Regions from separate parts of the Sus scrofa genome. Here region 1 is linked to region 2. A link is a contact called in public HiChIP or PLAC-seq data. All regions are on one chromosome and are shown on one strand. The core of a region is the stretch at or near the end of the contact, and the rest is flanking DNA. Distances in the headings are between cores, read along the strand shown. Region 1 has its middle 16 kb from the start of ODF1. Region 2 overlaps UBR5 (E3 ubiquitin-protein ligase UBR5).

The links. HiChIP or PLAC-seq counts read pairs in DNA pulled down with a chosen protein or histone mark.
Region 1: an H3K27ac HiChIP or PLAC-seq map of alveolar macrophages shows a contact between it and region 2. The contact joins two enhancer-like sites. A contact is called at or near these places in 2 of 47 Hi-C or Micro-C datasets (embryonic fibroblasts and epiblast stem cells) and 1 of 2 datasets of contacts at active chromatin or transcription factors (alveolar macrophages).

The regions. Positions count from the first base shown.
Region 1 is chr4:34,534,180-34,538,267 of Sscrofa11.1, reverse strand. No RefSeq gene overlaps it. Among named protein-coding and RNA genes, the nearest start is that of ODF1, 16 kb to the right of the region's middle. Within about 2 kb of position 2,632, at least 6 of the 83 cell types and tissues checked have an H3K27ac peak or open chromatin away from gene starts, as enhancers often do. A contact at or near this core is called in alveolar macrophages, where this site is marked.
Region 2 is chr4:34,704,050-34,707,628 of Sscrofa11.1, reverse strand. It overlaps UBR5 (E3 ubiquitin-protein ligase UBR5), which reads right to left. Exons shown (of 59, transcript XM_021089039.1): 6 at 202-391; 7 at 1-4. Among named protein-coding and RNA genes, the nearest start is that of UBR5, 60 kb to the right of the region's middle. Within about 2 kb of position 1,963, at least 2 of the 83 cell types and tissues checked have an H3K27ac peak or open chromatin away from gene starts, as enhancers often do. A contact at or near this core is called in alveolar macrophages, where this site is marked.

The DNA.
Region 1 (4,088 bases), core at 1,383-3,882, 170 kb after region 2:
TGGGAAAATCAGAATCACAAAGACTCATGATCGTGATGACTTGGATGGTTATGCAACAAACTGTTCAAGATAAAAAGCCGGGGATGGGGGTGGGGGCGCAGGGGCTCTTGCTGACCCGTCTCAGCACTCACCTTCCTTCCAAGGGCCCTGTCTGCCTTGGCTGCAAGGGGTGTTATTGACAGGCAGGGGGGCTGACAGCTGGGCTGCCTCAAAGTCATGCTCATCGCGTTAGCCATTTTAACAGTAATTTAAAATGCATTTCAAATACTAGGAATAGCACTTTGTCACTTTCTCTGTTGTTGTTTTTTTCCACAGACATATTAATATGGATGTGGCTAGCAGGTTCCAAGCTCTGAATTGAGCTCATTAAGTCACAGCTGGCTGGGAATACGTGTCAACCTACGCCTTTATTTCTCAAGCCGGTTTTATAATGAAATTAAAATGGACTCCTCCAGACACCCCCTTCCCTGCAAGCAAAGCTGCTTTACCCTCTGGGGAGTGGGTACCGCGTTCTGATGATGCTCTTTTCTCGGAAGAGATGCATATATAATTTCGGTAATTAAAACATTTAATCTGGTGATTACACTCACAAAAAGAAACCACTCGAATTCACCCTGGTGGGGGAGGCTTCCATCCAGCTGTTACAAACCAGAGCTTTCTGCCCCCTCACCCCCCCTCCTTTCCTTTGAGGGAACAGCCCACCTGCTTGGGGATGCTCCCCTGTCCCTCACCATACACACGACTTCGACTTTGGAGTGGGAGTGTGCCTGGCCAGATGGCCCCCAGCATTACTGTCCTCTGCTGGGAAGCAGGTTTGATTTCTGAAACACAGTGTTTATTTTTAAAAAGAGCTAAAGAAAAAGCTGATTCAGTGTTACTCTAGAGCAATTCCTTAAGGGAAAATAATACCCTTAAGGCCAGACATGTGGTAAAAACCTTTTTGGTTTAAGGAAAACCAGCTGCTGTGTCAAATAAATTCACCCGAGGGGCTTATTGAACGAGGGGATTCCCAGGTCCGCCCCGGGCCTCCTGAAACAGAAACCTGGGCTGGGGCCCGGAATTGCACTTTTTAATAAGCTCCCCGGGTGATTCATTTGCCTCCTAAAGTTTGGGAGTCACTGAGAGGTGGGGACACCCACTCAGCATCAGTGCTGGGTTGGGGTGTCACAGGGAGTCACTCAGGGAAGGAAGTGCCTGAGCTCACCTGGCAGCCTCTGTGCCTCCTTTGGAAATGACAAACGAGAAAATGACGCGCAATTAAGCTTTTTATGAGGCAGTTAATCTGTCATCCCCTCTTGCACCTCAAAGCCAGCCTCCCTGACCCCGGTAATCAGGAAAGTCACCGAGACTCCCCATGTTGTGTGGGCTGGAGGATGACAGAGCAGAAGTCAGAAGTCCCCAGATGTTGCCTGTCAACCAGGGAAACAGAACAGGTGCAGCCTCACCCTGGCTGGGTTCTAAGTCTCGGAAGCGGCTGAGCAGGAGCCGGGAAGACCTACAGATATTTCTTTCTTTCTTTTTTTTTTTTTTATTACTCGAATGAATTTATCACATCCTACAGATATTTCTGTAATGGTTCCCAGACGTCAGCCTGATCCAGGGTCTGGACCTGGGCCATCCAGAGAACTTATTAAAAATATAGATTTCAGAGTTCCCATTGTGGCACAGCAGAAACGAATCTGACTAGGAACCATGAGGTTGCAGGTTCGATCCCTGGCCTTGCTCAGTGGGTTAAGGATCCAGTGTTGCCGTGAGCTATGGTGTAGGTTGCAGAAACCGCTTGGATCCCATGTTGCTGTGGCAGTGGTGTAGGCCAGTGACTACAGCTCCGATTCGACGCCTCGCCTGGGAACCTCCATATGCCATGGGAGCAGCCCTAGAAAAGGCAAAAAGACAAACGAAAAAAGAGAGAGAAACTAGACCTCAGAGGGCAGGGGAGCCATGATCCTGCCGCCCTCGATTCTACCTCCTAACGGGGTTGTGTAATTCACACTTGTTTTGCTCTCCTTTAGCACCGGAAACTTCCAGAATGATGGGGAGGGTGAGATGAAGGTTCTAATTGCGCAGGCTGCTGGCTCCTGCGAGGGTTTGTTGTTTTTTAAGGGGCATTTCCAGTGGTGTGTTATAAGTGGGTACTCGGGGGAGAAAAAAGAAAGCAAAAGCCCTGATTCGTAATGTTTGTTGATTTCCCTGGAGCAAATCCTCCCTCTGTGGCCTCTTTCAAGCTACAAATGTGATGTCACCGGCCATGAAGTTGGATGGAAAGTTACGAACAGTTGGCTCTCTCTCTGCTGGCAGGAGGCTGCTCCAGCACACCTCGAGATGGTCCCCCATTCAAAGGGGACCCTCCTAAAAAATTCAGCAGTATCTGCAGCAACATTACCATGCCGGAACCCCCGGGGATGGAGACAGGCAGAGTAACTGGGAAAAGCAAGGGAACACCGCCTGGGCGGTTCAGCGTGGCTTCTCCTCTCCAGGCTCCAGCTTCCAACAAAAAGCCAGCAGCCTGCCTAAGGCAGAGCCCTACTTCCTAAGGAGGTGGGGGCCTGCAGCGGAAGCAGGAACTAAGCACTTCGGGTCAGGGAAGGGAGGTCTTTCGTTCTGAATTCTGTTCGTAATCACTCAGTGACAATCTAGCGTTCACGAGAAAGGAAATGGAGAAATTGCCCACAGCCCTGGTATCTGGACAAGCAGATGCTGCAACCTTAGCTGCAGCCAAAGGCCGAGGAAGAAGCGCTTGGGATAAAATGTTCTGCACAACCTGAATTGGAGTGGAATGGAAAATATCCAATTAATCACTCAAATTTGGATCTAAGGAATCATGATGCTCAGTTATGTATTTCAAGTACGTTTAAAAACTGCTCTGGGGAGACATGTGAAACCTGTGATGGATGTAAAATTAGCACATATTTTCTCAAGTAGGTGAAAATGTGTTGGGTAAATAATGGGAAAGAAAGTAGAGGCTTCCTACTCATCTGCACGAGTGAAGCTGGGACGGAGTGGGGAGAAAACGATAAGGCAAATCCCAGATTTCCTGTGAAGTATCTCCTGGTCCTCAGGGAGGGCTGGCTGGTCCTGAGAGAAAAGCAGTCAATGGTCTGCTCTGTTCCTATGGTTCCATTAACATGTCAGGCAGATTCTGAGCGAAAGACGAGGAATTGCAGGGAGACAGCAGAATACAGGGACTGCTTTATTTATTTCTTTGTTTGTTTATTTGTCCTTTCACAGCACATGGAGGTTCCCAGGCTAGGGGTCTAATCAGAGCTGTAGCCGCCAGCCTACAGCACAGCCACAGCAATGCTGACCTGAGCTGCATCTGCGACCTACACCACAGCTCACAGCAACGTCGGATCCTTAACTCACTGAGCAAGGCCAGGGATCGAATCCACAATCTCATGGTTCCTAGTCGGATTCGTTAACCACTGAGCCACGACGGGAACTCCAGGAATTGCTTTATTTTTAAGCCACTTCCTGTTGCAAGAACTCAAGCCTGGAGCGTGTGGGTGCTCCTGTGTGTTTATGTTTGTGGTGAAAGTAAGGGAAAGCTAGTAAAATCCCATTTTACTTACAAACAAGCAGTTGAGATCCTGCCACACAATGAGCCACTATAAATATTTGCTGGTGGGGCTGGCTGATGAACAGATGCTCCGGAGCCAGTCGGGGCCCTGGCTGGTGGGAACCAAGCATTCACATCTCTTCTCAACTTGACATCAGTGACATGACCCTGACAGCTTGAAAATTGGCTGCAGTGGGAGTTTTTACACCACAGGAATTGGCAGATTCTACAAATCAGGTTGTTTGTCCCTGGAGAGCCAGTTGTTAGAGATCTACCACCCTCCCACTGCGGGCCACTTATTCTAACGGGAGGTTGGATCACAACCACATGTCTTAGTCTGCTCAGGTCCTCATTGCAAAATACCACAGACTGAGTGCCTGAAACAACAGATATTTATTTTCTCACAGCTATGGCCCTGGCATCTCTTCCACTTCTTATAAGGATACCAGGCAGATTGAATTAGGGCCTACTCGTATGACCTCATTTGACCTTAGGAAGGCCCAATGTCCAAACACAGTCACATTGGGTGCTC
Region 2 (3,579 bases), core at 714-3,213:
GGGCCTGAAATCAAAAATAAAGAGGAATGCTATGCTAATTTTCTTTTCCATAACTTCTCTATCAAAATCAGCTTTCTAGGGTCCAAACGGAAGAGCAATATTTCACAATTCACGACAGAAGTCATGACTTCAGCCCACTATATTCAGCCAAACCTCAGCCTGTCCTGCTGCTGCATGTCAAGTGTTCTACAAGATCCATACCTGTGAAATCAGCTCCTCTGGAATCACAGATGCTGGAATAACTGGCTGGGGTTGGCTGCCCAAAAGTCCAGACCCTCGATCCCGTCCAGTTCGAATTACTCGAGTCTGCCGGCGGGAATCTCGAGCTCCAGCTGACGATCGACCAGAGGATCCTCCTCCACTTCCCCCCACTCCAGAACTCCAGCGGCTTCTAAAGACAGAGTTTACAGAATGAGCATTTTAGACAGTCATTCTGAAAGATCACTTTGGGTCTCATTTTCATCCTCTTAAGCGAAGATATGATAAAGCTATTGTTTCTAATTGACATAATATGTTATAGTAGCATCTTGATAGAATAAGAAAATGGAACTGAGCTTTATGGTAACACTTCCAATTTTTTTTTAAGTGCTTCAGTATAAACTCACTTTGTAGAAAGATAAATGTCACACATTTTCACCTTTTAAAATAATTTTTATTTTACTTATTTACTTTTCTCTTTTTTGTCTTTTTAGGGCCATATCCACGACATACAGAGGTTCCCAGGCTCCGGGTCGAACCAGAGCTATAGCTGCAGCTGCAGGCCCTACACCACAGTCACAGCAATGCCAAGTCTGTAAGCCACTGAGTGATGCCAGGGATCGAACCCGCATCCTCATAGATACTAGTCAGGTTGGTTAACACTGAGCCACAACAGGAAATCCTAAAATAATTTTTAAAAGAACCACATACCAAGCATTTCTACTCACAAGCCTAAAATGAGTTACAGAACTCATCTCACCTTTGCATGAAAAACCTATCCCACATAACTACCACATAACTACTTTTCTGTAACAAAAAAAGTAAAATTCAGACATGTAAAGACACAACAAATAAATGGAAAGACACCCATGTTCACGGATCAGAAGACTTAATATTGTTAAGATGTCCACACTGCTCAAAGCAATCCACAGATTCATCACAATCCCTATCAAAATCCTAATGGATTTTGTTCCTCAAAGGACACAATCAAAGAGGAGGCAATCTACAGAACAGAAGAAAACATTTGCAGATTATATATCTAATAAGAGGTTACTATTCAAAATATATAAAGAGCTCCTACACTCAATAACATCAAATAACCTGATTTAAAAGGAGGCAAAAAATATGAACAGACATTTCTCCAAAGTTAATACACAAGTGACCAAATAAAGATCACTTATCTTGAGAGAAATGCAAATCAAAACTGCAATAATATATCACCTCACACCCAACAGAATGGCTACCATCAACGAAAAAAAAAAAAAGAAAAATTACAAGTGTTGACAAGGATGAACAGAAATTGGAATTCATATGAACTGTTCTTTACATTGTAAAATAGTGCAGTGCTATGAAAAACAGTATGAAGTTTCCTCAAAAATTAAAAACAGAACCACCATATATGACTCAGCAATCATACTTCTGGGTATCTATCCAAAGGAACTGAAAGCAGAGTCCCAAAGAGATATTTGCATACTCATGTTCACAGCAGCATTATTCACAATAGCCAAGAGGAGGAAGCAACCTGAATATCCATCAAAGAATGAATGAATGAACACACAAAATGGGTATATACATATATTGTAATATTATTCAACCTTAAAAAGGATGGAAATCCTGACACATGCTTCAAACACAGATGAACCCTGAATATGCTAAGTGAAATGAGCCATGACAAAAAGACAAATACTGCAGGACTCCAAATATACAATGCACAAATACACAATGTACCAACACACAATGACCTAAAGCAGTCAAACCCCCAGAAACAGAAAGTAAAACAGTGGTTTGCCAGGGGCTAGGGAGAAGGGTAAAGGGAGCTGTTTATTAACGTTTCAGGTTTACAAGGTGAAAAAGTTAAAGAGATCTCTTTCACAACAACATGAACATACTTAGTATTACTGAAATGTGCAGTTTAAATGGTTAAGCAGGTAAATTTTGTGTTTTGTTTTTTATCATGACTAAAAAAAGTCATGGGTTATCAAAAAGCAATAGTCCAGAAAATAGACTTTTCTTTTCAAGTTATTGCACTGTGACAATTATGTAATGGAAAATAATACAGGATCAGTGAAAAATAAATATGTATTCAAATCAAAAATTAAATCAACACTTACTTGTAGCTCATGATTTCTTATAAATTGTCAAAATGACTTAAGTCAAGTGGAACTTTATCTTTGTGGAAGTTTCGAATGGTCAAAAGCTAAATATATTATTTCAACTTGAAAACAGGAGGAAGTACACTAAAGAGTTTTAAAAAGATATAATTAGGGTGACTAGACATCCCAGCTTGCCCAAGATAATTCCAGTATAAGCAGCCTACCGTCTGAGACTAATCATTAATTTCACTCCACAATGTCCCAGTTTGGATAATAAATTATATGACCAACATAAATATAAGTAATACTTGATATTTCCACCAGGAAATGCATACCATTTCTCCCTCCCCCATGCAAATAATGCTAGGAACCTGATCAGATATACTATTCTAATGCACATCAATTCTTGACAGACCTTACAGGTATCACAAACTCAAAACTCCATGAGGAGTAGACAGGTTACTTATTTATAAATCAAGATAACAAGGAAGAGTGAAGAATATCTAAAACATTCATTTCTTTTAAGAGCTGCTAGATTAATCCATCAAAACACCAACTGGTGCCAATTTGCCATCTCTGCTACACAAACCCTCCACTGAGGTTAACTGAAAGACAGAGATCAAAATATCTCAGGCTTGCCCATTAACCTGACTGCTACCATGGAGACTACCCTGTTTTTCTCTCTCACACCTGCAGGGCAGGTGTCAGAATCTAAACAACCTACCAGCGTCCCTACCTCAACTGCTCTAACAGTCCTCTAACCAGCTTGCTACCTTGCTACCTAGACTAAGTACACACCAACAGAGGCTCGTCAGTGGTCATAAACACAAAAGGCAGTACTGGAATCCCCTTTTTATTTATAATTATGGTGAGGTATATAATTTTCAATATTAAGCTCAAAAATAATGTCAAAACCAGTTTCTATTATCTATACCTTGCTCATCAAATTACTCCTAAAATTTGACCACATTATAAATACTCAAGGTACACAAAAGTTACCCAGATCAACTGAGAAAAATCACACCCAGTATGGAATTAATCCAGACCTTGCAACCTTAAAGCCCATGGGTCAAGTCTTGTCCATACACCTTGTTTGTTGGTTGGTTTGTTAAAAAAAAAAAAAAAAAAAACAGCATCAAAAACAAGAAAAATCTGAGAAACTGTCAGTCAAGAGATGCATAAGAAGGAATGATGACTATATGTACTGCAGTATAAGGATCTTAAAAAAATAAGGGAATATGAACAGCCTTGACCTTCAGCTGATAATAATTTATCAATATGCATTAAT